Linked DNA regions of Mus musculus: all the other regions are linked to region 2. The links are chromatin contacts, called in public ChIA-PET maps. All regions are on one chromosome and are shown on one strand. The core of a region is the stretch at or near the end of the contact, and the rest is flanking DNA. Distances in the headings are between cores, read along the strand shown.

What was found. ChIA-PET counts read pairs in DNA pulled down with a chosen protein or histone mark.
Region 1: a contact with region 2 is called in an RNA polymerase II ChIA-PET map of memory CD8 T cells, with 31 read pairs. The contact joins two enhancer-like sites. A contact is called at or near these places in 1 of 484 Hi-C or Micro-C datasets (the HL-1 cell line), 6 of 115 datasets of contacts at active chromatin or transcription factors (cardiomyocytes, effector CD8 T cells, epiblast stem cells and 3 more) and 1 of 9 other capture datasets (embryonic stem cells).
Region 3: an RNA polymerase II ChIA-PET map of memory CD8 T cells shows a contact between it and region 2, with 19 read pairs. The contact joins two enhancer-like sites. A contact is called at or near these places in 3 of 115 datasets of contacts at active chromatin or transcription factors (embryonic stem cells, epiblast stem cells and memory CD8 T cells).

The regions. Positions count from the first base shown.
Region 1 is chr8:125,335,660-125,339,475 of GRCm38.p6, reverse strand. No RefSeq gene overlaps it. Among named protein-coding and RNA genes, the nearest start is that of Gm30713, 48 kb to the left of the region's middle. Within about 2 kb of position 1,580, at least 58 of the 459 cell types and tissues checked have an H3K27ac peak or open chromatin away from gene starts, as enhancers often do. A contact at or near this core is called in effector CD8 T cells and memory CD8 T cells, where this site is marked.
Region 2 is chr8:125,529,731-125,533,175 of GRCm38.p6, reverse strand. All of the region lies in intron 1 of Sipa1l2 (signal-induced proliferation-associated 1 like 2), which reads left to right. The region is part of intron 2 of 4930566D17Rik (a long non-coding RNA gene); the gene reads right to left. Among named protein-coding and RNA genes, the nearest start is that of 4930566D17Rik, 9.1 kb to the right of the region's middle. Within about 2 kb of position 1,610, at least 99 of the 459 cell types and tissues checked have an H3K27ac peak or open chromatin away from gene starts, as enhancers often do. A contact at or near this core is called in effector CD8 T cells and memory CD8 T cells, where this site is marked.
Region 3 is chr8:125,390,058-125,393,841 of GRCm38.p6, reverse strand. No RefSeq gene overlaps it. Among named protein-coding and RNA genes, the nearest start is that of Gm30713, 6.1 kb to the right of the region's middle. Within about 2 kb of position 2,336, at least 117 of the 459 cell types and tissues checked have an H3K27ac peak or open chromatin away from gene starts, as enhancers often do. A contact at or near this core is called in memory CD8 T cells, where this site is marked.

The DNA.
Region 1 (3,816 bases), core at 331-2,830, 190 kb after region 2:
ATCATAGAAGGGCAGAAAATAAAGGAAGAAATTGCTTATTTACCTGTTAACTTCTACTATAGATGGATCTTGGACACACGTAAGAATCTGACTCCAATCTAAATGTAAGAGGGGTGTCATGGGAAGGAGTGTTCTATCCATCATGAAGAGTTCCACGCAAACTGTTCAGCCCTCCTGGACTTCTGACCCTTCCACCCAAACCCAAAGGACAAAAAAACAGGAAAAGGGGCATGAAGTCTACACAGGAAAACACACATGAAGGCCACACAGGAAAACACACATGAAGACCACACAGGAAAACATACATGAAGACCACACAGGAAAACATACATGAAGACCACATAGGAAAACATACATGAAGGCAACACAGGAAAACACACATGAAATACACACAGGAAAACATACATGAAGGCTACACAGGGCTTTTTAAGGTCATGCTCAACAAACCACTGCAGGAGAATACTCAAGTTGATAAGGTTGCCTGACCCCATTTTTCTTACCTTTGTGTCACCATGACAGGAATACTTGACAAGAACAACTTAAGAGAGGGTTGTTTTAGCACATGGTCTCAGTCAACGATGGTGGGAGGGCATGGTAGAGGGAGCCTATGAATTTCTCACATCGTGGTGGACTGGGCGCAGTGGTCTGGGATTAGAGGCTGGGGAGAACTTTCTAAGGCCTGCCCTCAGTGACCTGCTTTTACCAGCCAGGCCCTACTTGGTGACCATCCCACAACCAGGATATTCAGCAAGAATTAACTCAGTTCTTAAAAAAATATTTCTGTGCGATGCAACTTTGCAATTGAGTTGTTGATTTTGTTTTTGAGACAGGCTTGCATGTAGCCCAGGCTGGCTTTTGACTTGCTAGGCAGCCAAGGCTGACCTTGAAAACCTGAGTGCCAGAGTCACAGGTGTGCACTCAGCTGGATTCATAGCGGTTATGTATAAAAACAGAATTGCAAAGTTCCTTGAAGTTTAACAAGAAGCTCCTGCCAACCTGCGGAACCTGCCTGAATGCGGGAAGAGGCTCCACCTCTGCCTCAGGGGGCAGTGGTCCTGCCCTGCCCTCCTCTGGCCAGTGAGCAGACTCCTCTTTCCTCCCAGACCTTACTTCTTGATGGTGGTACCGTTTGAATTCCAGCTCTGAGTCTGGCTTCCATGACCTTCAGACACGGACAGTGTGCTAAGGTGACACCCACTCAGAATGTCACCGAGAGGCTCCCTTCAGATGTGGAATTCTGAGATGAACTTCCAGTCCTGCCTTTGTGAACCACATGGGCAGTGTGATCCCAGGCTTATAAATTTTATAACACCCGCGAATGCTGGAGGAGACACATTTCAGAGATGGTTAAACAAGACCCTGAATTCCCTCGTGGACTATTTTTAAGGCTATCAATCTCTGTATTTGTCTCAGTTTACAGCCCTAATAGCCATTCTTTGCCTGTGTGCACACCCATAAATAAACCGAACGTAAAGGAGAAGGTAATTTAGATATAATGGAAGAAGCAACGCCTACACTGTCCATCTCGGGTGACTCAGCTCTTCCTCGCTGCCTATCACTTTTTGCGAGATCCTAGCTGCACTCCGTTCTGTAGACGTACTTTGCAGGCAGCAATCTGATTTCCAAAGGCTCCAGGAAAGACTCCCAGGATGGAAGATGAGTAGCTGAAGGAATTCTGAAATGCCAGAAGCCACAGCCCCAGAATGTACCCGGGAGCCCCGGGGGCGTTTGTGTACTGCAGCTAAACAAACACAAACGTAACAGCGCACACTTCCTACCACCCGGTTCTCCTCACATCAAAGTTTATTGATATGTTCAGAGGCCCAGATAGCGCGCAGATGCCCACATCAAAGGGCCCTGGTTGGAGCAGGCTTATCTGTCAGTTCCTAATTTCTGCAGTGCTTGCTCGCTAGTTCAGAGTGTCTGTTCTGTTTCTCTTTGTTATGCACAAGAATAATGTTGCAAGTTTGAATTATGAGACTGTCTCTTTGTTCACTTTGTTTTATCTCGATACATAGCTCCTGACCCAAAATATAGCTCTCTCTTCAGGAAGAGTAAGAGATAGATTAATCTCAAGCCAAATAGGTATGACTGTCCTTTTTGGCTTTCTGTTGCTGTGGTAAACACCATAACCAAAAGTAACAGGGAAGGTAAAGGTTTGTTTGGTTTACAGATAATAGAGTCCACTGTTATAGTTAGGGTTTCATTGCTGTGAAGAAACACTACGACCAAGGCAACTCTTATAAAGGACAACATTTAACTGGGGCTGGCCTACAGGTTCAGAGGTTCAGTCCATTATCATCATGATGGGAACCAAGGCAGCATCCAGGCAGACATGGTGCAGGAGGAGCCAAGAGTTCTACGTCCTCATTTGAAGGCAGTTAGGAGTTTCTCTTCTCACTGGGTGGAGCCTGAGCATAAAGACCTCAAAACTCACCCCCACAGTGGCACACTTCCTCTGACAAGGCCACACCTCCTAATAGTGCTACTCTGTAAGGCCAAGGATTCAACACACATGAATAGGCCAAACCCATTCAAACCACCACATCCACCATCAAAGGGACCCAAGGCAGGAACCCGATTAGCTGTCACAATGAACATAGTCTGGGAATGAGATTCTGGTCACCTCGGAGAGCACATTCCAGTGTGGAAAGAGTGTTAGGGAGCTACAGAGCAAAGGGAAGTTGTGAGGCAAGGCAGTTTTAAAAACACATTAGTGGAAATACTGGGTAGCTTGGTTATAGCAAATGAGGGAAAACTCACTTGGCTCCGTGTGCTTAGGTGCTGCCTGCTGGCATTTGGAGCTTCTGGGTTGGTGGAAGCTGGGGGTGGGGATGGGGGTGGGGGTGGGGTCTGTTGCATTAACACATCCCAAAGACTTAACCTGATAGTTAACACACAGCGACCTAGGACACACACAGACACACAGAGAATGAGAGGAAAGAGTTAAAAAACAAAAACAAAAACAAAAGATTGCCCTTTTCTGTGCTGTAAATCGATTAAAATAAAATACAGCTGTTATAAAGTTAGAGTCCCCGTGGGATGAGGGACATGCAGGAGTCCAGTAGGTCTCCCTCCCCATCCACAGCTACAAGCGACTCTCGCCGGCTCCTTGCTCTTCCGAAATTTCATCAAGACTGCGAAGGAAAGATGCCCGATGTGGCATTGTGCTCACACGACGCTCTTCCTTTGTCCTTCCTCTCCGTAACAAATCGCCTCTAAAAGCACACAGCTTTTGCTGCCTCGCACGCAGCCACGCCGCGTGTGGCTACTTAAGATGAAATTGAATCATCAATTATTCATTACAGAATTAGAATTAGCCGAAATGAAATACGGCGGAGATCCTCGAAGAAGACCTCAGTGCTCCGTGCCCCTGTGCCCAGCGACTACCAGCGGCTCTCTTCTGAATGTGGGCCAAACACACTTGTTTGTTTGTTTTGAGACAGTGTCATTGTATAGGCCTGGCTGGTCTTACCATGTAGCACCGGCAGACTTAACTCCAAGTCCTCCTGCTTCAGCCTTCCAGGTGTTGGTGTTAAAAGCATGAGCCACAGGGCCCTGAAGCTGTAACTGTTGGCACAGTGTGGAATTAATGCTTTCTGTCCTCACCCTCTTTGGTTTGGTTTTGCTCCCAGGATCTTAACCGTAAGAAATCAGAGCCGCACCCCTGCCTGGATTCAGCATCCAGTGTGGGAGGCAGAACGGTTATGAACCTGGACGGGCGCCCACTCCTATTACAGCTAAGGACTCCTCTCTCCCTGCGAGGGTCCTTGAGAATCATCCACAGAAGAGGGTTTGGAGATGCTTTCAAACATC
Region 2 (3,445 bases), core at 361-2,860:
CCGTGGATGGCACGTGGACCCAACCAACTGCATCCTAGGCTGCAGAGGCAGTTCCCTGGGGATTCCAAAGCCTATCAGGCAGATGGGGTCAGAGCTGGCACAGCTCACATCCGCTGTGCAGTTACAACAGCCTTGGGCTGCCTGGTCAGTGCAACTCCCACGGGGGTGGCTCCATCTCTGACCTGCTCTAGTGGAAAACTTTACTACCACCATTGGGCACCTCTGCTCTGCAGTGCAAATAGCTGGATAATTTTCTGGTTTAGTCTGGGAAACGGGAGCGTCCAAAATACTTGAGCTCCAGGCAGGCAGCTGCTAACTTTTCATTACCACATCTTCCCATTCAGATGCCCCTGGTTACCCATCCTTTAGACCAGCATCTGAAGGCAGGGCCCACAGAAGGCAGGGGCCTCTGCAGTTCACCCTCTGTTGTCTGTAGTCCAGGACCAAGAGCACCACTCCCACCCCACATACACTGAGTTACTGGGCTTTTTTTCTCTGCTAGACCTCCAGAGGGGCCGAGGTTCATTGCCTTTTCTATGTTGTACATTGCATGGAGACAGCCTGGAAGCCTGGCCTGTTTGCCTGCATGCGCACCTGGTAGATCTCGGTTGCCCCTGGCTACTGACCTGGTGCATGTGCACCACACTGGACATCGTGTCTCTCTCTGGTGTTCAGGAAGTACAGGGTCTCATTCCAGCTTTCTTGTGGAGCAGCCAGGCCTAGGGAGGAGCGGCTGTTGGTGAGTAGCTGCTTCTACAGGCTGGCCTCTGGCTGTGCACAGCTCCTGACTACAGCTTCTGGCTGTGCACAGCTCCTGGCCAAGCTCAGCTTCTGGAGGAGATGCTGGCGTTTGATTCACGTGGCTGTCGAGTCCACTGTCTTTTCTGTGTGCTCCCTCCCCCTTCCAGAAGAGCGTCTGAGCACAGGCTTGCTCTCCTCCTCTGTCAGCCTTGCTGTTGCCTTGTTCTCAGTGAACTAAGTTTCTTTCTCCTTTAGTTGTATTGAGCTTTGGTAACTTGTTTACTGTCTCAAACTCAGGCTGTGTGCAAATATAAATTTCCCCTTGATGTATCTTGCTGTCAGTTGTTGAAGCTTAGTTCTTGTGGGCATTCCTGAGACAGGCCGCAGAAGCAGGCAGTGGTAAAACCCTGGAGTGAGGGTAGACTTGGCAGAGGGATTCATTACTATTCTTGTTGCTGTGGTTGTGGACAGAAGCAACTTAATGGAGGAAGGACTTTTGCTTCCACACTGGAAAGATCTGGTCTGTCACGGGGGCAAGGCATGCAGCAAGAGCACCTAGCTGCTTGCTTTCATCTCAGTGGACCAGGAAGTAAAGACCAGACAGGAAGAGGGTTGGGCTATAAACCTCAAGGCTAGAAACCTGCTTCCTCCTATGAAGCCCCACCTCCTAAAGGTTCCTAACCTCCCAAAACAAAGCCATCAGCTGGAGGCCTGATGTTCCTGAGCCTGTGGGGGGCATTTCACAGTAAAGCCACATCAGGAGATGGGGTGGCCTGTCACATTGTGTGTCCTGGGGTCTCAGTTCCCTGGTGAGGCATAGGGTGGGAGAGTGGGAAGTACTGGGTGTGTGGATCACACACATACCCCCATGGACTCAGGAGACCCTGTGGAGGAAGCCTTTGCCGGAGACATGCTGCATCTCTGTGTGTGGCATCCCTGTCACCCCATAAGTCTCGCATCAGGAAGCACCGTTGGCCGAGCAGTCAGTACTTCAGGAAGTAAATCCGCCTTTCCTTTGGAGGTGATAGTGAGAAATTGTTTCTTTTTCTCATGCGTGTACCTCACGCATCTCACTTTTATGAACCAGACACAGTCACTCAGCATCCCTCCCTTGGACGCAGAAAAACCTCATTTCTCCTGGGATTCGTGTAGTAAAGTTGTTGGCAGGATTGAGCAAATTTCTCCCTGGAAAACATCCAAGCCTGGGACCAAGTAGGAAACAAGTCTGTGCCCACTCAAGTGTCTGGTGACAACTGAACTGTTTGCAAGTTATGCAGAAGATGTTTTTTAGAACTTGTCTCATCCTCAGGGTTTCAATTATTTTGATCCCTCCTCCCTCCCCCGACTCCAGAAAGGAGACTGAGGAGAAAATCCCTGCGAAGCTAAGCCCGAGTGACTCCCGCTATGGTAATTAATTGGCAGGAAAATCAATAATTGAGTGAGAAGTCTCTCAGTCAGTGGTGACAGAGACGGTGCAGTGAGATGCTAGTGAACTTGGGAGACAGCACCAGGGGCAGGGAGCTAATTGGATGAATTTACATACTGCATGCCTCTGTAGTGCCTGGGCTGCTAGTCAGTCGGAGACTCAGAGACCCAAATGTTCAAACCTCTTAAGCGTTTGACCCTGAAAGAAGCCTCAGTGAATAGGTATCTGACTTGGTGAATTAAAATGGGACCACCTTTGCATTGTCTGTCAGACAATTCGAAAATGTTAGCTCACTTCCTTTCTTCACAGAGCAAATTCTTTCCCATTCATCGCCCCTGTGTGTTTCCTCAAGGGAGCTGCTGCCTTAATGATGTTTGAGGATACTGACTCTGGGCCAGTTTAATTGTAGGTTCTTGTTGTTTGTAGGTTTTTTCCATCCTTACAAATCATTGAGGACCTCAGAGATGTTTGTTTTGTTTATGTGAGATCTGTCAGTAGTCATCATATTGGAAATAATAAACAAGTTCACACACGAGGAGAGGCTGCGACTCACTCAGCACTCATCCCATCAAAAGCTCTGCAGAGCCCAGGCAAGGCACCGTGAGATGTCAGGTACCAGCCAAGGGCGGGGCCGATGGTGTCACCTGTCTGAAGGCCTGTGTTCTGTGTAAGAAGCAGGGCAGTTCTGTTTTCCTTTAAAACAGGCGCTTCATTCCTTCTCTTTAAGCCCTCTCTGAGCGGCCTCTTTGGGTAAGTGCTCCACAGTTTACTCTCATGTGGCAGGTGTGTCCTGGGACAAAGTAGCTCTCTGATTCCTAGGTCTGTCCCTAGGTGTGATCCCTCGAGGGATAGACCACAGGTGCTGTGGAGCTCAAGGGTCAAGACTTTATAGGACCACTTATTTTTACTTGTCCCTGAACAATATTGAAGGAGATAGTCTAATCAATTTGTAGATAGTGTAAGTTTTTTAAATATTTAAAATTTTGAGATTATAATATATCATTACTCCTTTTCTTCCCTCCAAACCCTCCTGTGCTTCACCCCCTCTGGCTTGCTTTCAAATTCATGGTCTCATATTCTCTCTCTCTCTCTCTCTCTCTCTCTCTCTTGTGTGTGTGTGTTCTTAAATATAGAATGGTGCTTGCTCAGTCTGTACAGTGTTGTGTGTATGTATTCTCAGAGCTGGCCGTTTGGTGTTGGAGAACCACTCACCCTGCTTATGTGCTCCTGGCTAGGGAAGACTGTCTCTCCCACTGTTAGCTTCCTTAGTTGCCTGCA
Region 3 (3,784 bases), core at 1,087-3,586, 140 kb after region 2:
AGATCTAAACAACTTTAAAAGTCCCACAGTCTTTACATATTAAAAGTCAATCCCTTTAAAATGCCCAATATCTTTTAAAATCCAAAGTCTTTTTACAATTAAAAGTCTCTTAACTGTGGGCTCCACTAAAATATTTTCTTCCTTCAAGAGGGAAAAATATCAGGGCACAGTCACAATCAAAAGCAAAAATCAATCTCCAACCATCCAATGTCTGGGATCCAACTCATGATCTTCTGGGCTCCTCCAAGGGCTTGGGTCACTTCTCCAGCCATGCCCTTTGTAGCACACGTGTCGTCCTCTAGGCTCTAGATGCCTGTACTCCACTGCTGCTGCTGCTCTTGGTGGTCATCTCATGGTACTGGCATCTCCAAAACACTGCATGACCCCTTCAGTCCTGGGGCGTCAATTGCAACTGAAGCTGCACTTTCACCAATGGCCTTCCATGGCCTCTTACAGTGCCGAGCCTCAGCTGCTCTGTGTGACCCCTTCATGCCTTCAAAACCAGTACCACCTGGGTGACCCTTACACATTACCAAGTCCCACTGCAGCAGGAGTACAACCTTGGCTATCTCTGGAACACAACCTCTTTGTGCTTTCAGAAAACACTTCCCAGAAGATGTCACCTCAACGATGCTGGTCTCTTCTTAATCACCACTAATTTCTTATTAGTGGTCAGTATCAGCATCAGTAGTCCCACTAATGCAAAGTTTTTGTTTAGTAGTTCTGGTATCTTGTTAATCACAGCTGATTCTTCAGCCCCAGCTAACCAGAACTACAGAATCTTCACAATCAAAACAGCAATGGCCCTGAAAAGAGTCTTTAATTTCCCCTCTGAAATTTCACAAGCCAGACCTCCATCTTCTACACTGTTCTCAACATTATCTTCCAAGCTCCTACACAACATCTGACAGAGCTCTTAAAAACGAATGGATCTTCAAGCCCAAAGTTCCAAAGTCCTTCCACAGTCCTCCCCAAAACATGGTCAGGTTGTCACAGGAATACCCCACTATGCTGGTACCAATTTGTCTCAGTCAGGGTTTCTATTCCTGCACAAACATCATGACCAAGAAGCAAGTTGGGGAGGAAAGGGTTTATTCGGCTTACACTTCCATACTGCTGTTCATCACCAAGGAAGTCAGGACTGGAACTCAAACAGGTCAGGAAGCAGGAGCTGATGCCGAGGTCATGGAGGGATGTTACTTACTGGCTTGCTTCTCCTGGCTTGCTCAGCCTGCTCTCCTATAGAACCCAAGACTACCAGCCCAGAGATGGTCCTACCCACAATTGATCACTAATTGAGAAAATGCCTTACAGTTGTATCTCATGGAGGCATTTCCTCAACTGAAGCTCCTTTCTCTGTGATAACACCAGCTGTGTCAAGTTGACACAAAACTAGCCAGTACAGAGCCTTTTTTTTGGAAGTGGTCCCTGAGGGCAGATCTTGGAATTTACAGCCCAGCCCTGCTTCCTGCCCCTCTCTGCTTCCTCCAACCAAAGCCACAAGCTGTTCTTGCCACAGAACCTTCCCTACCAAGCAAGACTGTTTTCCCTTTAACCAAAATGAATATATCTTCCCTCAAGCTGCTTTATCCAGATCTTATGACAAAGATGAGAAAAGCAGCCAACCCATGGGTGAAAGTGTCCAGGCTGATGCTCAGAGGAGTCCAGGCCCTACCTAAAGGAATGGAATTTCAGTGTGCAATGCAGGAAGTGAGCTCATCTCCCTGAAACCAACATTAAAGCCATGAGCTTCTTCCCCAGCCCTGTAGCAAGCAACCCCCGAGGTCTCTACCCTATACTTGCGAAGTGTTAATTTCCTGGTAGCTAATGTCCTTGGAAGGGCACCCTGCAGAGGTCACAGACCACAGCAGTGGCTGCCTCAGTCCAAGGTCTCCTCCTGATGAGGATCTTCGTCTGTAGTCAAGTCCACCAAGAAGCCAAACGTCTTCCCACCTGAGTAAAAACCTCTCATCGCCTCTGATTGTTATTCAGAGTGGTGTCTCTGCCCACATTCCAAATGACCTTCAGAGTAGGGATTTGTTTCTGGCTCTTTCTTGGGGGTCGGTCCACTAAACCGCTGCTGAGGGCAGCTCAGATGGGTAAGAGTTCTTAAAGGCACAGGTGCAAAAGTGCAGGGACCCATGCCAAAGGTCCTGGTATCATTGCCACCCAGACTTCATGTCCATTATGCCCTCTGTAGGTTACAAAGCCCTGAACAGAGCAGCCCTCCACCCTCTAGAACCATTTCCTAGCTTTCAGGATGTAGTCTCTCTCTGCTAGGTACGTCTTGCAGGGAATTTAATTGGATGAGAGCTGGCCACCTGATCAAGAACGAGCCAATCAGATGTTTCCCCTGAGAAGTAAGCTGAAGAAAGCTGTGTACCCACCAAGAATAAGTGGGGAAGTTGGGGGTTGTCCTTTGACTTGAGTTTTAAGAGCTGACTTGCGGAGGAAGTTAATCTTCACAGAAAGAGACGGAAGCCTCAAACAGAGAGGTAAGAGATCGGAAGGGACCACGGACGACATGTAAGACCCTGCATGCAGGGGCCCTTGCGACAACCCAGCTACATTTATTTCTCCCAAGCTCATTGCTCCCTCCTACAACTAAGACACTGCTCCCCCATTCTGCCTAAGGACAGAAACCTTGCTGTTTTAAGCAAAAGGAAATGACAGTTTCACCCATCTCCTCTTGTGCTAATCCAAAAATCTTGATGGATACATGCCGCTGCTTTCATTTTGTAAATAATTAAAAACAAAAACAAATAAAACAAACAAAAATCCCCAAGGTCCAGAAATGTTTATGAAACCTCTTCTGAACTCATACAGCTTTGCTGTTTCAGGCTAAGGTGGAAATGAGATTCCATAATCCCAGACTCATCAACAGCAGTCTGCCCTGCTGTGTCCTCAAAAGCACAACCCGACAGCCAGGCAGAGTTGGCTGGAACAGAATGCCTTTGAGAATAGTGCAATTAAAAAAAAAAATCCCTTCACGTGTGCATCCCTGTCAGCCCTGTTTCCAAAATGTTCTCTCTAGCCCCCACTGCTTAGACCTTAATTCGTCAGCTCAGCTGCAGATGGTGTCATCCACTGGGGTCCTGCTAGTTATTAACTAGCATCAGCATCCTCACTGGGGACGGGCTCCAGCTGATGTCATCCATCCATCCAGTGCTGCTTCCTACCCCCGCCCTCCCCGCCCCACCCCAGGCAGCATCTTCTGCCAGACACCAAAGATGCAGGCTTCTCGTGTGCCTAGATGGAGCCAGAAGGCCTTGGTACTGTATCCCAGGGGAAGGATGCTATAGGGATTTGCCAACAAAGGACTAAATCTACCTGGGAATGGCTCTCTTTCTTGAGCCTGCATCAGGCCCTACTATGCTGAGAACAGCAGTGGTAGCATCCTTGGTGACAGTCACAGAGCAGCCTCACAGTAATTAAAGAGAAGCACTGGGGACAGGTGGCAATGCCTGACTCCGCAGACGAGGCCGTTAGAAGGAGCTTGGCTGTTCCCAAGTATTCTCTCCCTTTCGTCCTGCATTCTCTCTGGGGATCTGGCTCCGGGCCCAGGCAGGGACTGGCAGCCTTGCTATTTTGGGCCCTTCCTGGCCAGCAATTAGTACTGGGATGGCTGAGCCCAGGAAGAGGAAAATCCGGATTTTTATATGAATGTTTCCTTTTTACTGAACTCTGTGTGGAAAAAAGCAAGAATTAATTAGGACTATTCAAACAGGGATGATTTTGTTAAAAGGAAGTAAACAGGGGCCAGCAAGATGGCAGGAAAAGGCAC